Regions from separate parts of the Anser cygnoides genome. Here region 1 is linked to region 2. Evidence: chromatin contacts called from public Hi-C data. All regions are on one chromosome and are shown on one strand. The core of a region is the stretch at or near the end of the contact, and the rest is flanking DNA. Distances in the headings are between cores, read along the strand shown. Region 1 holds the start of PLGRKT (plasminogen receptor with a C-terminal lysine). Region 2 holds the start of RCL1 (RNA terminal phosphate cyclase like 1).

Region 1 (3,435 bases), core at 497-2,996, 190 kb before region 2:
TTTATGTCTGAGAACGTTTTGAATCTCGGTACAACCTTATGCACGTATATAGTGAAGTCTCAGTGAAGTCTGCCATAACAGGAGTTTTCGATGTAGAATTCCTTTCCTAAGACTGGCACCTAGCATTTTAGGAAAAAAAAAAAAATCAGGTAAGCATTTTTGTTCAAGTGAGCACTACAACCACTCCAGTATAATTATTAGCTTTTGGTAAAAAACCTCGCTTTCAAGGGTGTATGCAGAATCTTGTGCTGTAGATCTTCATCCTTACAAGTGTTCACACCTATAAGCAGTTAAATCAACAGACTTATTCTATACTGTAAAATGACTTTGTGAATTAGGTGGACTACTCTGCCAAACATTGTGAGTTGAAAATACATCCTACCATCACCTTTTTAATGGCTGTATCTCCTCACAAACTGTGTATGTTCAAGAGATCAAACATTTTCAGAGGCATTTTCAAGACAGCACAAAAAGGGTACCTGCAAGTTTTTAGAAAGACCCGAAGTAAAAATGTTAAGTAATTTTTCATATTAGAAAAAATAAATATTTTTCTTCTTTATCTTTCTCCTATTTTTGTTTTGCCATTAAAAAATTAAAGGAGGGTCATCATGGAGATAACACAAAAAATAATTCTGTGAGAAAAAGATGCCTTCTTCTCAGACATTTAAAAAAAAAAACTTGCAAAATATATGTATTTAGAAAACATACGAATACTGACAGCAAGAATCATTGTCAGGTTAAGACATTAGCAGATGCGAGAATTTTAAAATGACAGTCACTACACAGAATCAGATTCATAGGAAAGTCCGGGTTAGACAGGACGGTGGAGATTACCTGGTCCAAGCTTTCATGGTAAAAGCAGGCCCTATACAAGATTGTCTAAGACTTTGAACAGCCAGACCTTCAAAGTCTCCCTAAAAGTCTCTGTGAGGTTGAGTTTGAGGTGCTGCACAGTCCAACAGACCGGTGTTAGACTCCTTAATGAGATACTCTTCAGTTCTGAAAGAAGAGTCCTGGGGATCCTATCCAGTATTTCTATCACTGTGTAAAACCTTATCGGCAGGGCACATGTTTTACCTCTACACTTTTTTAAATTATGAAAATTTCACTTATTTGGATTTGAAAGTCAGCCTTTAATTGTGGTTGACGATGCCTTGAAAACATCCTGGTACTTTACGAAAGGCAGAGTACGACCAGAAGCCTACGTGTAGCTCGCGCTTTGCACCTGGACACATCACACCTGAGCTGCGGTCCTGCCACGGCGTGCGGGTGTGCTTAATGAAGGGACAAGGTCCGGGAGGCTTCCCTGGAGTGTTTCTATAGATTAAAGTGAGGGAAGGGAAGGGAAGGGAAAGGAAGGGAAGGGAAGGGAAGGGAAGGGAAGGGAAGGGAAGGGAAGGGAAGGGAAGGGAAGGGAAGGGAAGGGAAGGGAAGGGAAGGGAAGGGAAGGGAAGGGAAGGGAAGGGAAGGGAAGGGAAGGGAAGGGAAGGACGCAGGTGTCCGCCCCACCGGCTGAGGCCGATAGCGGCCGCCCTTTTTTCTGCCACCCGCTGTAAGACGCGGGGCGTTCACTTGAAGCCCGCTACGGAAGGCAGCCGCCCCGCTCCGCCCGCGTCGGCCATCAGCCGCCGAGCCGCGGCCCAGCCCCGCTCAGGCGGCGCAGCCCGGCCCAGCGCCGCGGCCCGCCCGGCTCCGGCGGCCAATCGGCGGCCGCAGAGGGCGGGGGCGGCGGGCGCTGACCTCCGGCGGCTCGGCGGCGCGGCCCGGGGACGACCGGCGCCTTCCCCGCGAGGTGAGCGGGGCGGGGCCCGGCCGGGCCCGCGGAGGCCTCCCCGGGTACGGGCGGCGGGGCCGGCCCCCAGCGAGGGGCGGGCGGGGCGGGCTGGGTCCCGGTGCCCGGCACGGCGCCGGGCGGGGTGGCCGGGAGCCACGGGTAGGGTCAGGCCCGGTGGGGTCAGAGGTTTCCCCCCCGTGCTAGGTCTCACCTGCATTGTCTCTTCTGCGCTCCAGGACAACATGGGGTTCGTCTTCTCCAAGTCCATGAACGAAAACCTGAAAGCTCAGCAGGAGTTTATGCTTATGAACTCGCGGCTGCAGGTAAAGCACACACGCCTTTGGTGCCCACGAAGGTCACCGCTCAGAGGCTGGGCTGGGGGCTTCAGGCGTTGGGCATTGCCCTCCTTCCGGAGTTTAAGGTGCTCTCTTTAAAGTCAGCTAATTCAGATGTGTTCGTCTGCCACAGCCGATTCAGGTGCGTGAAGCACCACAGCCCTGGATCTCATAACTTTCTGGAAGTCTGTGTTAACAAGTTGCAGAGGTAGAAACCACGGTAGCCAGACCTTAAAAGTGCAGGTTTGGAAACTTCCCCTGAACAGACCCCTGAAGCCCAACTGAACTACTCCATTGTAAAGCTATGCGTACATGTTAAACCAAATCAGCAACAGCATGGTTAATAAAACACAGATACTATTCTTCTAAAATATGCGAATAAATTATGCTTCAATTCTCACACTATACAAACTCAAACAGCTCTCTCTGGGTTCAGTAGCTGCAGTTATTCCACATTACTGGGAAGCCACTATGTGGATTTTCATTTGTTCTAGAAACCAGAAAGTAAATAGGGATTAGGGGATCACTTACGCCTTTTCATAAAATAGTAAAATGTCAGGTGAAAAAGAGAAGGAAAAACAGTTGGACGAAGGTTCAGAAAGCTAAGCTGAATAGATGGTACAATGTAGCTGAAGTTACAGCTTTGTGATTTGTTGCCAGAATTTGTGCTCTGTAGCTTGTTCCTGTACTAGACTACAGTATCAGTAGCGCCATCCAAGTAGACTTAAGTAGAGTTTGTTGCTTTAGTTTTGCTTTTAAGTTGAATGCAGGTAAATTTAAAATGTTTAAAGTAGTGATGGTTGAATTTTCTATTCATTAAATTGTCAGTAGGTGGCATACCAGTTTTCAAAGCTGCTGAGGTACATGCTGATCGTAGGTTTTGTAAGGTTGCATTTAAACTGAACTCTGGAAGTGACACTAGAAATGTGGCTAGGAAAGAAAGCATAAAAAAAATAGTATAACAAGATACTAGATAACTGACTTTTTGCAAGATTTGCAAAAATCACTTTTGTCTGTGCTGGATTATAGTTTTCTCAGATGCAACTGCAAGATTTGTGTGTATGGTTTGGGGTTGTTTTTTTTTTTTTTTTTTTCATACAGAGGTAGGTCCTTCCACTCCTGAAGCTTTTGGAAATCCAAATGGTGGGAATGTGTTTAGTTTCAGAGAATGATGATGAAGTGGAGGCTTGTTTCGTGATCTGCTTCTCTGCTGTGCAGAATGAAAAATAGAGTTGAGAAAACAACTTGAATTCAGTCTAGCTTTTGTAAGGTGTTGGGGTCTTTGGCAAACACTATTTGGCCTTTTGACCCCAGGTGACTAACAAC
Region 2 (3,700 bases), core at 887-3,386:
GCTAAGGAAGTTCTATCTCACTTCTTAGACAATACTCTGACTTTTCTTCCCATGTAAGCTTTTAGGATGCAACGAATATTTAAACAAAAGAGCTATTTGCAGACATTACAGTTTGTTAATATTTGCATAATACTGTTGATGCACTAGTCACACAATGCTGGTTCTGCTCTCTGTCATGATAATTTCTAAACTCATAGTTTGTACGACAGCAGTGGGACCTCTCCCAGCACAAAAGTGCATCCTTGCGAACACATTTCACTCTTGGAATGCAAACTCATAGAGAAGTTTTCACTGCAAATGCTCTGGTCATGAAAAGCTGAGAGAACTGCACGTTGAAGTACCAACATAAATCAGCGTTTGTTGCTCTTTTTCTGTTATGGTCATAGCTTACATTTTAGTCCATGCTTGAAAAAGGACCTCCTATAAATTTAGCAAAAATCACAAAATTCATCACCAAACTTTTTGTGGTAGTAATAAATACTTTGGCTCTTAGTATATGTTAAGTCAAGTGCATACGAATATTCTGACAGCTTCAGAGGAGGATCTTTAGCTGTGAACCGACCTTATCGCTCTCTACAGTTACCTTAAGGGAGGCTGTAGAGAGGTGGGGGTTGGTCTGTTCTCCCACGTGCCTGGTGACAGGACGAGGGGGAATGGGCGAAAGTTGCGACAGGGGAGTTTTAGGTTGGATGTTAGGAAGTACTTCTTTACCGAAAGGGTTATTAAGCATTGGAACGGGCTGCCCAGGGAGGTGGTGGAGTCGCCATCCCTGGAGGTCTTTAAAAGACGTTTAGATGTAGAGCTTAGTGATATGGTTTAGTGGAGTACTTAGTGTTAGGTCGGAGGTTGGACTCGATGATCTTGAGGTCTCTTCCAACCTAGAAATCTGTGATACTGTGAAGCATCCTCAGAAGGCAGAGCTGCATCAATGCTCTCACCCATTCTGAACCTCGCACTTTACCTAAAATTGAACTGAGTGGCGACAGCCAGCCCTCCTGCTTCTGCCACCACTGCGAGCTTTCAACGGGTATGACCTGCTGGTGACTGTCCCGCTCACTGCAAGTGCTGCACCCCGCATCTGGCTGGCACCATCAACCCATAGACACGGGTCCGCGCGCACGCCAACACACACGCGCACACCAACACGCGCACACCAACACGCGCACACCAACACGCGCACACCAACACGCGCACACCAACACGCGCACACCAACACGCGCACACCAACACGCGCACACCAACACGCGCACACCAACACGCGCACACCAACACGCGCACACCAACACGCGCACACCAACACGCGCACACCAACACGCGCACACCAACACGCGCACACCAACACGCGCACACCAACACGCGCACACCAACACGCGCACACCAACACGCGCACACCAACACGCGCACACCAACACACAAACCAGCGACCAAAGCCCACGCTCAAAGGCAGCTTTTTACACCCGTACACGCCTCGGTACCCGTCACACCGCCCGGGCGCATTCAGCGTAGGGGTGACGGGGATGCCGAGGGACAGAGGACGAAGCGCAGCTCCCCGTGCAAGGCTTCCCTCGGAGGGATCCACGTGGTCGGAGCCAAGCGCCTTCCCTTCCTTTCCCATTCTCCTTCCCTCCCCTTCCTTTCCCTTCACCTCCCTTCCCTTCCCTTTCCCCGCCGCCTGCCGCCCTCGGGCACGAGCCCCCTGAAGCCCAGCTCCCTGCGGCCACCGCAGCCACGTCGCCACCTCCGGCACCCCCCGACGGGTCCCGGGCACGCCGCGGCCGCCTGCTTTCGGCCTCCGTGCGCTCCGGCGGCGGGACGGGGAAAGCCAGGACCCCCCCCCCGCCCTGCCCCGGGGCTCACCGCGGAGCCCGGGGTCCTCCTCCCGGGCGCGGATCTTGCGGATCTTCAGCGGCCGCCCGCTGAGCGTGGCGAGCACCAGGCGCTGCCGCAGGAAGTTGCAGCCCGCGTAGCTGAGGCACTGCGAGGAGGAGCCGCCGCCGCCCGCCATGCCGCGCCCCGCCGGTGCCGCTGCCGGTGCCGGTGCCGGTGCTGGTGCCGCGGATCCCGGCGCGCCCACGTGGTTGGGAACAGGAAGCGCGGGGACAGCGGGGAGTCAAAGGGCGAGGGGCGGGGCGGCGGCGGCCGCTGGGCGGGGGCCGTGAGGGGGCAGCCGTCGGGGCGGGGCGGGGGCTGGGGGGGCCTCGTTCCGCCCCGGCCGTGGCTTGGTTCGCTGGAGCTCGGCCCCCGCGTTCCTTAACTGGGGTTCGGCTCTGCCCCCTGTGGGGCGCCTCAGGTCCTGCGCACCGGCGGACGAGCCGCCAAACCCCGATGAAACGCGGGGTACCGGGGTCCTCTCCCTAGATGAAGGAGGATTAGTTGCTGGGAATACGTTCTTGCAGACTTACTTACTTACTTATTTATTTATTCCCCCCCCGGTAATTTATCACTGTCTCTCCTAAGGAAAACTAATCAAAAAGCAGGGTCTGATTTCCAATCTTCTGGTCGTGCCATTCCCTTAAATACAGTGGTAGAGACCGGCTGTCGTAAAACAGGAATCTGAGTAAAGCTTTACTTAGCTGTAGTGAGTGTTTTAGAAATCTGTGTTTTAAGAGAAGCATGCGTTACAGCGAGGGTGACAGAGTTAATTGCTGGGCTATGTTTATGTGTACGGGGAAGAAAGCTCCTTGTGTTAAGCAAAAAGCGAAAAAGAGCAAGAGTGATCTGACAGAATATCCCAAGCTGGAAAGGACCCAAAAGACAGTATTTTCCGAAGATACGTTCTGTGTCTCCCTCCCCTGCATGAACTCGTGTCTGATCTCGCTCCTGAGTAAATGCAATCTATGTATTGCTGTGGATGAGGTCAGATTGTTGCCAGTGAGCAGCGGGATCCGAGCTGCTCTGCAAGCGGGGATGAACCAGGAGCCATGGGTGCCCAGCCTGCACCGTGCCCTCACTGAACAGGGCACCATGGTGCAGCATTTGAGCACGGTGGGCAGCACAGGGCACTGGGTCCATTGACAGTCCCAGCATAACCTGTCAGATGTAGGATCCATCTAGCAGATCCAGTTGCAAAGAAGATGGGCTAGAGATAAAGCTGCACCATAACTCTGAGGAGATAGGACACGACTGGCGTCCTGCTAGGATATGGGACTGGAGGTAGTTAAATCTACAATGTACTTTAGGCAAGGATCTAAAGCTCAGACTTGAGCTTAACTGGAGCTCCCAGGCCTGTAGGCAGAGACTACTGGTGAAGATGCTGAGAGCAATTAACACCTGTCTGTGCATGTAGGATCCCAACAATCGTCCTCAACATCTGAAGTGAGAAATGCAGGCCCTAGGAAGCAATTCTGCTTCTGATTTTCTTGCGTGCAGTCCTTGCACAAAGTCAAGGTCTTCTCTCTTGCTACTGCTCCCCCACCAGCAAGGAGGCTGGGTGTCTGCAAGGGGTTGGGAGGGGACAGCCAGGACAGCTGACCCCAAATAACCAAAGGGTTGTTTCATACCATATGACATCGTGCTCAGCAATAAAAATTGGGAGGAGAAAGAAGGGGCGTTTGGAGTTGTGGTGTTTCTCTTCCCAAGTTACCATTACATGTAATGAAGACCTACTTCCCTAGAACACGGATGAACATCTGCTGATGGGAAGCAGTAAATGAGTTTCTTATTTTCCTTTGCTTGCATGCACAGCTTTTGCTTTATCTAT

Evidence for each region. A called contact is a pair of places that touch in the nucleus more often than the background predicts.
Region 1: a Hi-C map of liver shows a contact between it and region 2, with 2.5 times the contacts expected there. The contact joins the promoter of PLGRKT here to the promoter of RCL1 in region 2. A contact is called at or near these places in 4 of 7 Hi-C or Micro-C datasets (granulosa cells and liver).

The regions. Positions count from the first base shown.
Region 1 is chrZ:83,936,269-83,939,703 of Taihu_goose_T2T_genome, reverse strand. It overlaps PLGRKT (plasminogen receptor with a C-terminal lysine), which reads left to right and starts at 1,746. Exons shown (of 5, transcript XM_066988078.1): 1 at 1,746-1,792; 2 at 2,011-2,097. The coding sequence starts at 2,017.
Region 2 is chrZ:83,745,210-83,748,909 of Taihu_goose_T2T_genome, reverse strand. It overlaps RCL1 (RNA terminal phosphate cyclase like 1), which reads right to left and starts at 2,136. Exons shown (of 9, transcript XM_048050736.2): 1 at 1,858-2,136. The coding sequence starts at 2,005.